2 separate regions of the Mus musculus genome follow, and region 1 is linked to region 2. The links are chromatin contacts, called in public promoter capture Hi-C maps. All regions are on one chromosome and are shown on one strand. Each heading gives the region's core, a stretch centred on a gene start, on an enhancer-like site or on the middle of the called end of the contact. The rest is flanking DNA. Distances are from core to core; before and after follow the strand shown.

Evidence for each region. Promoter capture Hi-C pulls out the DNA fragments that hold promoters and counts their contacts.
Region 1: a promoter capture Hi-C map of liver shows a contact between it and region 2, with 2.4 times the contacts expected there. The contact joins the promoter of 2310015A16Rik here to the promoter of Slc37a1 in region 2. A contact is called at or near these places in 2 of 39 promoter capture datasets (liver and pre-B cells), 2 of 115 datasets of contacts at active chromatin or transcription factors (large pre-B cells and pancreatic cancer cells) and 1 of 9 other capture datasets (adipose tissue).

Annotation. Positions count from the first base shown.
Region 1 is chr17:31,910,609-31,915,760 of GRCm38.p6, reverse strand. 2310015A16Rik (a long non-coding RNA gene) reads left to right here and starts at 3,317. Exons shown (of 3, transcript XR_876746.3): 1 at 3,317-3,407. Gm30571 (a long non-coding RNA gene) reads right to left here and starts at 3,296. Exons shown (of 2, transcript XR_385538.3): 1 at 3,106-3,296; 2 at 1,958-3,026.
Region 2 is chr17:31,294,688-31,299,531 of GRCm38.p6, reverse strand. Slc37a1 (solute carrier family 37 (glycerol-3-phosphate transporter), member 1) reads right to left here and starts at 3,308. Exons shown (of 20, transcript NM_001242427.1): 1 at 2,617-3,308. It overlaps Gm30139 (a long non-coding RNA gene), which reads left to right and starts at 4,671. Exons shown (of 3, transcript XR_001782201.2): 1 at 4,671-4,844.

The DNA.
Region 1 (5,152 bases), core at 2,068-4,567, 620 kb before region 2:
AGTGCTCTGAGACTAGGCAACAAACCATTTTCTCACAGTTTTGCAGAGAGAGAGACAGAATGACGACATACGTGGCTCCCTGTAGCCATGACACAGCAAACCAGTAAGTGCCACACACATACCCATACACACACACACACCCATACACACACACACACTGCTTCAGGATCCAGTCTTGCTGATGGCTGGTCCCCACAGCCAATTCTCACAGTCCTTCCCCATCTGGGCCTGTCCACAGGCCAGACCTCCAACACACACACACACACACACAGAGGTGCGTATTCACAAATGTGGCAGAAAGACATCAGAGACAAGAGACAGACCTCAATCAGTTTCTTTCCCAGCTGGCTTACCTCCTGACATATGTAGAGTTCACCACCTCACCACCTGAGGTCTAGGCATTCAGCACACAGGTCTGAGGGCACACTCACACTCAAGTGACACACATCTCACACTCCCAGACATCATAGTGAGGTTTTGTAAATGTAGTTCATCAACTCTTCGTCTTTGGAGACAGATAGGGAACAAAGCCACTATTCTGTAAGCTGATAAAGAGGCAGCTTCGAGGATTTATCATCTGTGCTGGCTAACAATGGTGGAGGGAAATTCCACAGAGGACGTCAGCTAAGGGCCTGGGCAGTGGTAGCGCATGCCTTTAATCACAGCACTTGGGAGGCAGTGGTAGGTGGATCTCTGAGTTCAAGGCCAGCCTGCTCCACACGACCACCAAAGGGACACTATACCCTAACCATAGGTTTTCAGAAGACAGAAGACTGTGCTGGCTAGTTTTATGTCAACTTGACACAAGCTAGAGTTATCTGAAAGGAGGGTGCCTCGATTGAGAAAATGTCTCCATACGATCCAGCTGTAGGGCATTCTCTTAATTAACCACTGACAGGGGAAGACCCAGCTTCTTGTGGGTGGTGCCATCCCAGGGCTGGTGATCCTGGGTTCTATAAGAAAGCAGGCTGAGCAAGCCGAGGGGAACAAGTCAGTAAGCAGCACCCTCCATAACCTGCATCAGCTCCTGCCTCCAGGTTCGTGCCCTGCTTGAGTTCCTGTCCTGACTTCCTTCAGGGATGAACAGCAGTGTGAAAGTATAAGCCAGGTAAACACTTTCCTTCCCAACCTGCTGTTTGGTCATGGTGTTTTGTCGCAGTAATAGAAACCCTGACTCAGACAGAGACCATGCTGAACAGTACCACAGGCCATGAGTAATCTGGGAACTAGGAGAGCATGACGCTTCCTCAACAAACACATGGGGAAAAAAAAAAAAACAGATGCAGGAGACCTGGTGGCCATGTGCAGCCCTGGACACAGCCTAGACCCCAACCTTCAAGTGAAGCCAGACTGCTGACAGACAAAAGCCACAGCTGTGACAAACCTGGGGGGCGGGAGTGGGGGCGGGTGTCAAGCTCTTTTCCTGGAATTGATCATGGTATTGGGATTATTCTACAAGTAATTACCATCCTGAGATGCCTCTGCCCAGTGATCACCGAAAGGAGGAAATATGTCAGGGGTTGTATGGCAGGGGGTTGGGGCAGGGTGCCGCTGGTCCTTGGACAGTATTGGAGGTGGCAGGGGAGTTGGGTACAGGGTAGTTGCTATATGCTTGTCTATGATTGTGTAAGGTAATTTCATAATAAAAGTTCACAGGGATAAAGTTAAAAGATAAAGGGATCGCTGACTAGCTATTTGAGGGATGTCTAGGTGAAGGCAACTCCACCCAGATGTTACACTGTTACAGGAATGGAGAGAAGGCTCAGCCAGTCACACACTTGACTGTGCAGGCACCAGGACCTGAGTTTGGATCCCAGCACCCACGATAAAAGCCACGCACGTCTGTTACCCAGTGCTGTGGGGTGGAGCGGACACAGAGATTGCTGAGGTTGTCTGGCCTAGTTCCGGGTTCTGTGAGAGAGCCTGTCTCAAAGGAACAAGGCAGAGAGTGACAGAGTAGAATGCCCAAGGGCTTCCTCTGGTCTCTTCAAACACATAGGCTGGAACACATAAGTGTGTGCACGAACCACACACATGTAACCCCCCCCCCCCAAGAAAGAAGGTTAAAAATCAATTCCTGAAGACAAAGTGAGAGCAGGTGTGCCTGGGTCCTCAGCTCCTCTGACGCTTGGCCCAGGCATCCCTCAGAAAGGTTCCCAGTTCTGTCAGGCAGCATGCCCTGGAAATCCAGCCGGATGGAGGCACAGTGATGGGGACCGTGCAGATCTCCTGAGCAAGATCTGAGGCTGGCTTGAGTCCAACCTCTGCCTGTGATTGGTTGGGCCAGCAGCAGCCAGGCCTGCTTTTGTTATAGAGCCACTAGGCTTAGTTGGCCACACCAGGCTGCAAAGTCTGACCTAGGCACCCCTCCGGAGGCCTCCTTAGGTCAAATTTAATTTGAACCAATCTAGTCCAGAGGCAGATCACCACCAATCTATCTGTCTGGGGAGATGATATTTTAAATTTGGATCATTAAGGACTTCTGTAACTTCGGGAGAATGTCAACACACATCACTTGAGCCCCAGGGATACCTCAAGCCAGGCAGCCAGGCAGGAAGGCTTAAAAATACGCGTGGGAATGAGCAAGGGGCAGCAAACACCGGAGCTTCAGAACCCGTGTGAGGTGACGCAGCTCAGCTTCCTGGGCTAATTACATCTGTGGGTGTTTCTGCCGGTCCAGGCTGTTCCAGATGCTGGAAGAGTTCAGAAGAGCTGCTCGCCGGCAGTGATCACGGTAGAAAGGATTTAGTGAAAATCAAGGCAATCACCAGCCCAGGCAGCTGTGTGTCCCTTAGTTCTGTATAAGGCGTCACCCAAGCGACAGAAAGATAAAGGGACGTGCCAAACAGCCCCACTGCACGTTGCCCAACATATTACCCATCCATTAATCTTGTCTCCTCTGGGCCCCATGGCACGAGGTAGGGATCTTGTCTCTCTCTATTGAAGGGAGAGCAGGCTGCAGTCAAGATGAGGAATCTTCCTTGTGGACAGGATGCTGTCGGGGCTTCTCTCAGGTCTTTGCTACTCTGCGGGGTTGGGGACAATGACATCTCTACTATAGCGAAGGGTGTAGCCGAGCCCGGTACTGACCCTCTGTCAGCTTACCAGCACAGTGCTCACAGATGTAGTCCTGAAAGGCCCAGCCCACAGAGGGAGGGTTGGGCCATGGCGCTGAGGCTCCAGGGCAGAGATGCCAGCTGCGGGCAATGGCGTCAGACAGCTCTGCCTGCACAAACAGAGACCCACCGGGGTTCCGAGACGGAATGTTCCCGCCGCGGCCAGGATGCTGGGTGCGGCTGCCCTGCTCAGCTGCTTTTTTTGTTTATTTATTTGTTTAAGTTTTTCTTCTTTGAGTACAGACTTGACACGGAGGGAAGGGTGTTCTCAGGCTGCCAGCCACGGCCTAGGTAAACGCTTCAGAGCCTACCTGCCCTTCTGCCTGAATTTGTTTTGGAGAATCACTCGCTTGTCGTGTGTGTGTGTGTGTGTGTGTGTGTGTGTGTGTGTGTGTGTGTGTGTAAGCAAGCGTGCATGCACGCACACGAGCTCAGCATGTAGTAGCCAGAGGCTGATGCCGAGGGTGTCGTCTTCCTTGATGGCTTTTCCACATTGTTTTGCACAGGGTCTGCAGCTAGACCTTCAGCCTGCTGCTCTGGCAGCCAGGCCCGGTTCTGTAAATGTTGGGGATCCGAACTCAGGGCCGCATACTTGTGCGGCAATTGTCTGACTCACGGAGCGGTCTCCTCAGCCCTCGGTTCTGTTAAGTGACTTTACTGGCTACAGCTAATCCCTGTTCCTGCCCGGGCCCCTGGCAACCACCAATGTTGTTTCCTTAGACTGGCCTGCTCTGATATTCAGGGACAGTGGCCTCCACGCATGGTTCCTCCCATGGAGTGGTATATCCTGGGGACTTGACGGACCTGTACAGGAGGCGTTGCTTCATTCCTGTGTGACTGGTATCACCACTGTTTGAATGAACCAATGGTGTTTCTCCATTCAGCAGGCAATGCTCACTTGGATGCTCCTGCTTTCTGGTCATTGTGAATGAAGCTGTTGCATCTTTCCTTTGCTTCCTTCCTTCCTTCCTTCCTTCCTTCCTTCCTTTGCTTGCTTCCTTTCTTTTTATTTATTTATTTATTTTTTGATCTTTGGTTTTTAAGACAGGGTCTCTGTGTAACAGTTCTGGCTGTCCTGAGATTTACTGACTAGACCAGGCTGGCCTCCAACTCACATGGATCTGCCTGACTCTGCCTCCTGTGTGCTGGGACTAAAGGCGTGGCCGCCACGCCCAACTCTAGGCCATTTTTGAGCTTCTCTTTAAGCAGGCATGCTTTCCTTCCTCTTAGGTAGATGCTGGGAACGGATGACTTTAAGTGAAAGTATATTTCGGGAGGTACACCAGGTGTGCCCAGGGTACAAGATTTAAAAGGGCCAGGTGTGGTGGCGCACACTTTTAATCCGAGCACTTGGGAGGCAGAGGCAGGCGGATCTCTGTGAGTTTCAGACCAACCTGGGCTACAGAGTGAGTTCCAGACCTGAAAAGCAAGATAGTGTCTAAAATAAACAAATAAACAAACAAACAAATAAATAAATACAACAGCAATAACAATCCCCACTCCCTCCACACACACAACAAGGCAAAAACTATCTATTAGCAAAAAGGCACTGAGCCTCATAAAAGATGCCTGAATTTGGGTTATAGAAAGTAGAGTTAGGTCAGAATTAGAGTCTTTGGAATTAACCCCACGAAGCTCATGGAAATTGAAAAGGAGAGTTCAGGCAGAGTGAGTCAGGCTGGAATCTGCTCAGCCCCAGGGAAGGTGGAGGAGAGACCCTGGAGGGACGGGGGAGGTAGAGTCAGTCACTGACCCAGGGCTGTCTGCTCTGTTTCAGAGTCTCGCTTGCTTAGTGATGGTGCCAGTGTCTGCAAGCATTAGCAGTGTTGTGGCTGTGTGAACATCATCACAGCATGCACTGTGGTTTCAGGCCACTGGGGACACAGACACAATTGTAAACACAGCTCATTTTAAGCACAATATGAACGTTACCACATGGCTCAAGCATTAACTCACACCAATGACAGTTTCAGCTCATCACGGGCAAATCTCACCCTGTTATATCCCCTCGAGTCTTTGGGAATTTTCTTGGGAAT
Region 2 (4,844 bases), core at 2,059-4,558:
CACAGGCATGTATCATGAGCTGGGGGTGTAGCTTGTGTGAACTAGCAGGATGGAGACTGATCCCAGCAGGTCACACATACACAACCAATAACCTCCAAGAGACCAGCCTCAGAACCATCATAGAGGCGTGGAGGCCCTTTTCACCCCAGCCAGGAGAGCTCCACCTTTCCTAGGGTTCCATGGGGTCACTCATTCCTGACCTTACCCAGACCTGCAGTGATGAGCCACTAGCCCATTTGCTCCCTTAACTTCTCCAGCTAAAAGATGACGGCTTAATGGCACCATCAATGTTACATAAAGACATGGTCTCAGGAAGGCCACGGCATAGCAGACAGTTCATCAGTGTGAGTGGTTCTGCAGGTGAGCTTCAGGGAGGGCAGGGTTCCCCGCCCCATATCCTAGCTCAGAACAGAAGCAAAGAAGCCAGGGGGAGTCAGCCTGCTGGCTTAGGCCTATAGTCTCATCACTCAGGAGGCTGAGATAGAAGGACCATTTTGAGTTGGAGGCCAGCCAGGGTTACCTAGTGAGCACCAGGCCAGCCAGAGATATGGCGCAAAGATGCTGCCTCCAGACTAAACCAGAAGTTGTGGGACTTTGGCTCAAACCTCCATATTTAAATGATATCTTTCAAAGAGGGTTTGCTCAAAATGAGTTTGTTGGGCTTGGTCCCTACATGTGTGCTTCGAGTGCACATTTGAAATAATTTTGAGGTTTGATGGTTTTGACTAAAGGATTTGTTTTAAATTGTACAAGGCTTAAAAATAAAAGCCAGGATCCACTTTTTTTCCTCCACTAAAATACTGAAAACTCACCCCCGTGACCAGTGAAATCAATCTATCATACCGCCAGGCAAAACCGCCCAGCAACAGTGCCAGACAGCCTTAAAGAGTTATCAGGGAAAAAAAAAAACCCTCCTGGCTTCTATAAATAATGCTAGCCATTTCACTGAGATGATGATGTAGCTGGATGGGGGTTGGGCATCCATTCTGGAAGGAGTGCACTAGAGGATGGACAGATGTCAACTCTACATTTGGGGTATTGAAAACTCTGCTTAGCAAAGTCCTTTTCTTGCTGGCCTGAACAGCATCTCTAAAACTTGTTCCCTCAAAATTCCAGGTAATAGCTGGGTGTGGTGGTCCACGCCTTTAATCCCCGCACTCGGGAGGCAGAGGCAGGCGGATTTCTGACTTCAAGGCCAGCCTGGTCTACAAAGTGAGCTCCAGGACAGCCAGGGCTATACAGAAAAACCCTGTCTCGAAAAACAACAACAACAAAGCAAAAACAAAACAAAATTTCAGGTCATGAAGGCTACTGACACAGCCTCTCGGAGTCCAAGACATAGCTTTCCCTCTAAGATGGCAGTTCTCAGCCTGTGAGTCTCCGCCTCAACAGGGGTGCATATCAGATATCCTGCAGATCAGATATTTACATTACCTACCATGCATTTCAGTAGCAAAATTACAGCTATGAAGGAGCAATGAAATAACATGAGGAATTGTATTTAAGGGTCACAGCATTAAGAAAGGTTGAGAACCGCCGTTCTAAGAAGAGATGAGGCTAGCCCAGCTAGGTGGGCTTCATACCTAGGCCAATTCCAGGCGTTTCATTTTCCTAGGGGGTGGGAGTGGGGGTGGGGCATGCCTTCTCAGGCACAAGTACACTTCCTCCTGCCTATCCCTGAACGGAAGGGGAGCACGTGGCTCTGCTGACAGGCCTTGGCATCTAGCCCAAGGAAAGTAGTTAAAGTAGTTTTTAAATGTCACCTCTTAGAAACTCCCAGTGAATTTCAGCCCATTAGAGAAAAGGACAGGAAGGCAGTGTGATCATTGGACAGGGAAAGGAGAGCAATTAGGAGTTTTTCCATGGTGAGGCAGCACCCGACCAGGCTCAGGAGCACACAGAGAGCCCAGCCAAGCAAGAGTTGAGGGACGGACAGACACACCCACGATCCTCCCAGCTACCGGGCTCTGAGCTACCCAGAACCCATCAACCCTTCAAGGAGACTCAGGAGTGGGTGGGAGTTAGCAAAAGCAAGAGCAATGCCCCAAGGGGGGTTTTCCAGTCTTTAGCACACAGGCAACATCAAGGCAGCCTAAGGCAACCTGTCAAAATGATGGCACTTTATAAAAGGGCAAACCTGGGAACCAAACTCCCTCCAAAAGCTTCAAGAGTTTTGTTTTAAACCAAGACAAACACTAACTCCTCTAATCGAGCCCTTTCTAAGCGTTTAAAGGCTCCATTGGCCGTGGGAGATAAACAGAAACTGTTATTTTCACTTGTCCTGAGCTTAAATACAAGGAGTCAGAATTCTATCCACCATAGCTCTTAGCCCACTCACAGCAAACAACGCACCCCGGGTGTTCTCCACCGAACCAGACCTGTAACAATACTCCCAGGAACTCAGGGTGCAAACAGGACCCCCAAAAGAGGGAATTCTGTGTAAAGCCGAATAATATATTTACCAACTCGCCCAACTTCACGCAATTTAAGTTCCAGGGCGAGAAGGCAGGTAGGGAGGCAGGCAGGTGCAGAGAGCTCTAAAGACCAGGAAAAAGCACCTTAAGAATTTAAACCAAGAGCAAGGGGAGGGTCTTCCGTTCAAATGCAAATCTTTACCTGCGGGCCACCAAGATCCTTGGGTGGACCCTAAGTGCGCGGAGCTGGGGGACTTTTCCGGTGGTTTAAACCCTTTATTACCGCCCAGACGGTGGCTGTCACTGCGTTGGCCACAGAGCCCGGGCTCCGGGAAGCAGTTCTTTTAGCAAACAAACAACCGGAGCCCAGGGTGCTGGCTGAGAGCTTTCCCAAGGGCTTTGCGAGCCGGCTCCTCCTCCCAGGTCCTACAGCCGCTTGGCCGGGTGGTGAAGGCTACAGGCACGCCCACGTCCCCTACGAGCGGCAGCAGACAAAGCGCTGGGTCTCCGGCAGGCGTCTTCTCACAGCTGTCACTCGCGGCCTGGGGCCGGGAGGGGACCCAGCATCACAGCTAGGCGACCCCAGCCCCCGGGTCTCAGGGAACCTTTTGCTTCCACTTTCCCCGGGAATTCAACGTCACCAGCACCGGATCGCCCCCGCACTGTCTCTCAAGGCCACTCTAGGAGCCCTTACTTCAAAGACGTCCCACTCTAGGAAAAGCGCTTGGTTTGTCCCCGGCTCTCCAGCCACACAGCAGAGGGAGACAAACGGCGGAGAGGCCGAAGCGGGGCCCACGGCAGGTGCGTGGCGGCTGGCAGGTGAGCGCCGCTGGGGAGGGTCCTCCGTTGTCCCCGCGCCTACCTGCGCTCCGCAGCCCGCGTCGCGTGCTTCCTGCCGTCGACTTCCTGGAGCGGCCGCCCTTTCACTTTCCCGGCCCTGTGAACGCCGACCCTGTGCGGCTCCTCCCTCTCCCGCGCGCCCCCTGACCCCGGCCCCGCGCGCGCCCAAGGGATGCTCAGATCGCACACAGCCCGGAGATGCTCAGCTGGAGCATCCTCTAGCTGTTCCTGGGTCCCCACACCTGCCTGTCATGCTCTCCTAGGCCCCGCAGGACGCCGGGCTCTTACTGGCATGGTGCCCAGCAGCCAAACGCTAGCTCCTAGGGGACCTCACCACCACCAGGCTTTTGTCCCCGAGGCGGACCTTACTAATGCCAGCGACATAGACAAGTTCCGAGGTAAAGATTTGCTCCCTCGGAGTCCTGGACTGAGGATGGCCTCTCTCGGCCTACCACATCAAGTGTCAAGAGTCAAGAGCATCCGGTATGCTACAAATGGAGCTGGCACACGCCTGGTACCGCACCTGTGTCAGTGTGATAAATGGCTTGCATGGTTAAGTCCTGAAGGCCAGCCACCCCGGTCATGAGAAGTGCCCTGGCACACAGCTTCCTGGTCAATTCCGGATAATTATCTTTCAAACCCCACACCTCCTGCCAAGAATTGATCCTGGAAAGTCCGGGAAGGGCCTGATTACTTTTCTAAAGGGCATCTGCCTCACGCCTCCACGTGTCGGCCTGGCCTGGCATCCAAAGCCAGTCCTGCCGCTCAGCCCCCTGCCGCAGATCAGCACCTGCCTGGAACAGCAAAACCAGGCAGGAAAACAACTTCCTAGGAACACCCACTGGGTAAAACCGTGCCTAAACCAAAACCAACCCGATGCATGAACAGAGAGAGCCAGGGCGAGGGTGAGGAGTGTTTGGCGGGGGTAACTAGCGCCCTCTTCAGACTGGTTGGTGTACAGGCGGCCCACAGCTTCACTCTCCTCCCCACAGCCCACCCGCGCCACAAGCGCGAACGCAGTCTGCTGAATTGGGGAAGGCCCAGCCATACTTCTATCTACAGGCTTTTGAGAAGTGTTCTGTACCCTACAAGCAAAGTTGACTTCCTGTTTGAGCCACCTGCACCCACATCTCATATAGAAGTGGCCGGGGAACTCTGGCCACTCTACCCTGTTCCTTTGGCTAGATGTTTCCCACCCCACCCCCCTTTTTTTCCTCCCTAACTCTCCATTCCTTGTAGGCAGCAACTCAAGTGGACGCTTACATCTACTCTAGGCGCCTCCTCCCCATGTCACTAGTTCTCAGGCCTGCCATCACCAAGCTTGCTCAAGAGTCCCTTGCCCTTATGCCTGTGTTCCGTGGTTTTGTTTTGTTTTCTGTAGCTGCCCCAAACTACCCCAGCCAAAGTAAAATTTGAGCTCCCCAACTTGATTGACCACTTTTAGAAGGCCTTTCCTTACAACAGAGAACACAGCCTCCCGAGGAAGCTGAGACAGGACCCTGAGGCCAATTGCTCAGCCGAAGAGCCTCAGAAAAACTTCCGGGTTTTTCAGTTCCCAAGAACGAGACTTTCCACATTAGTTAGTTAGGA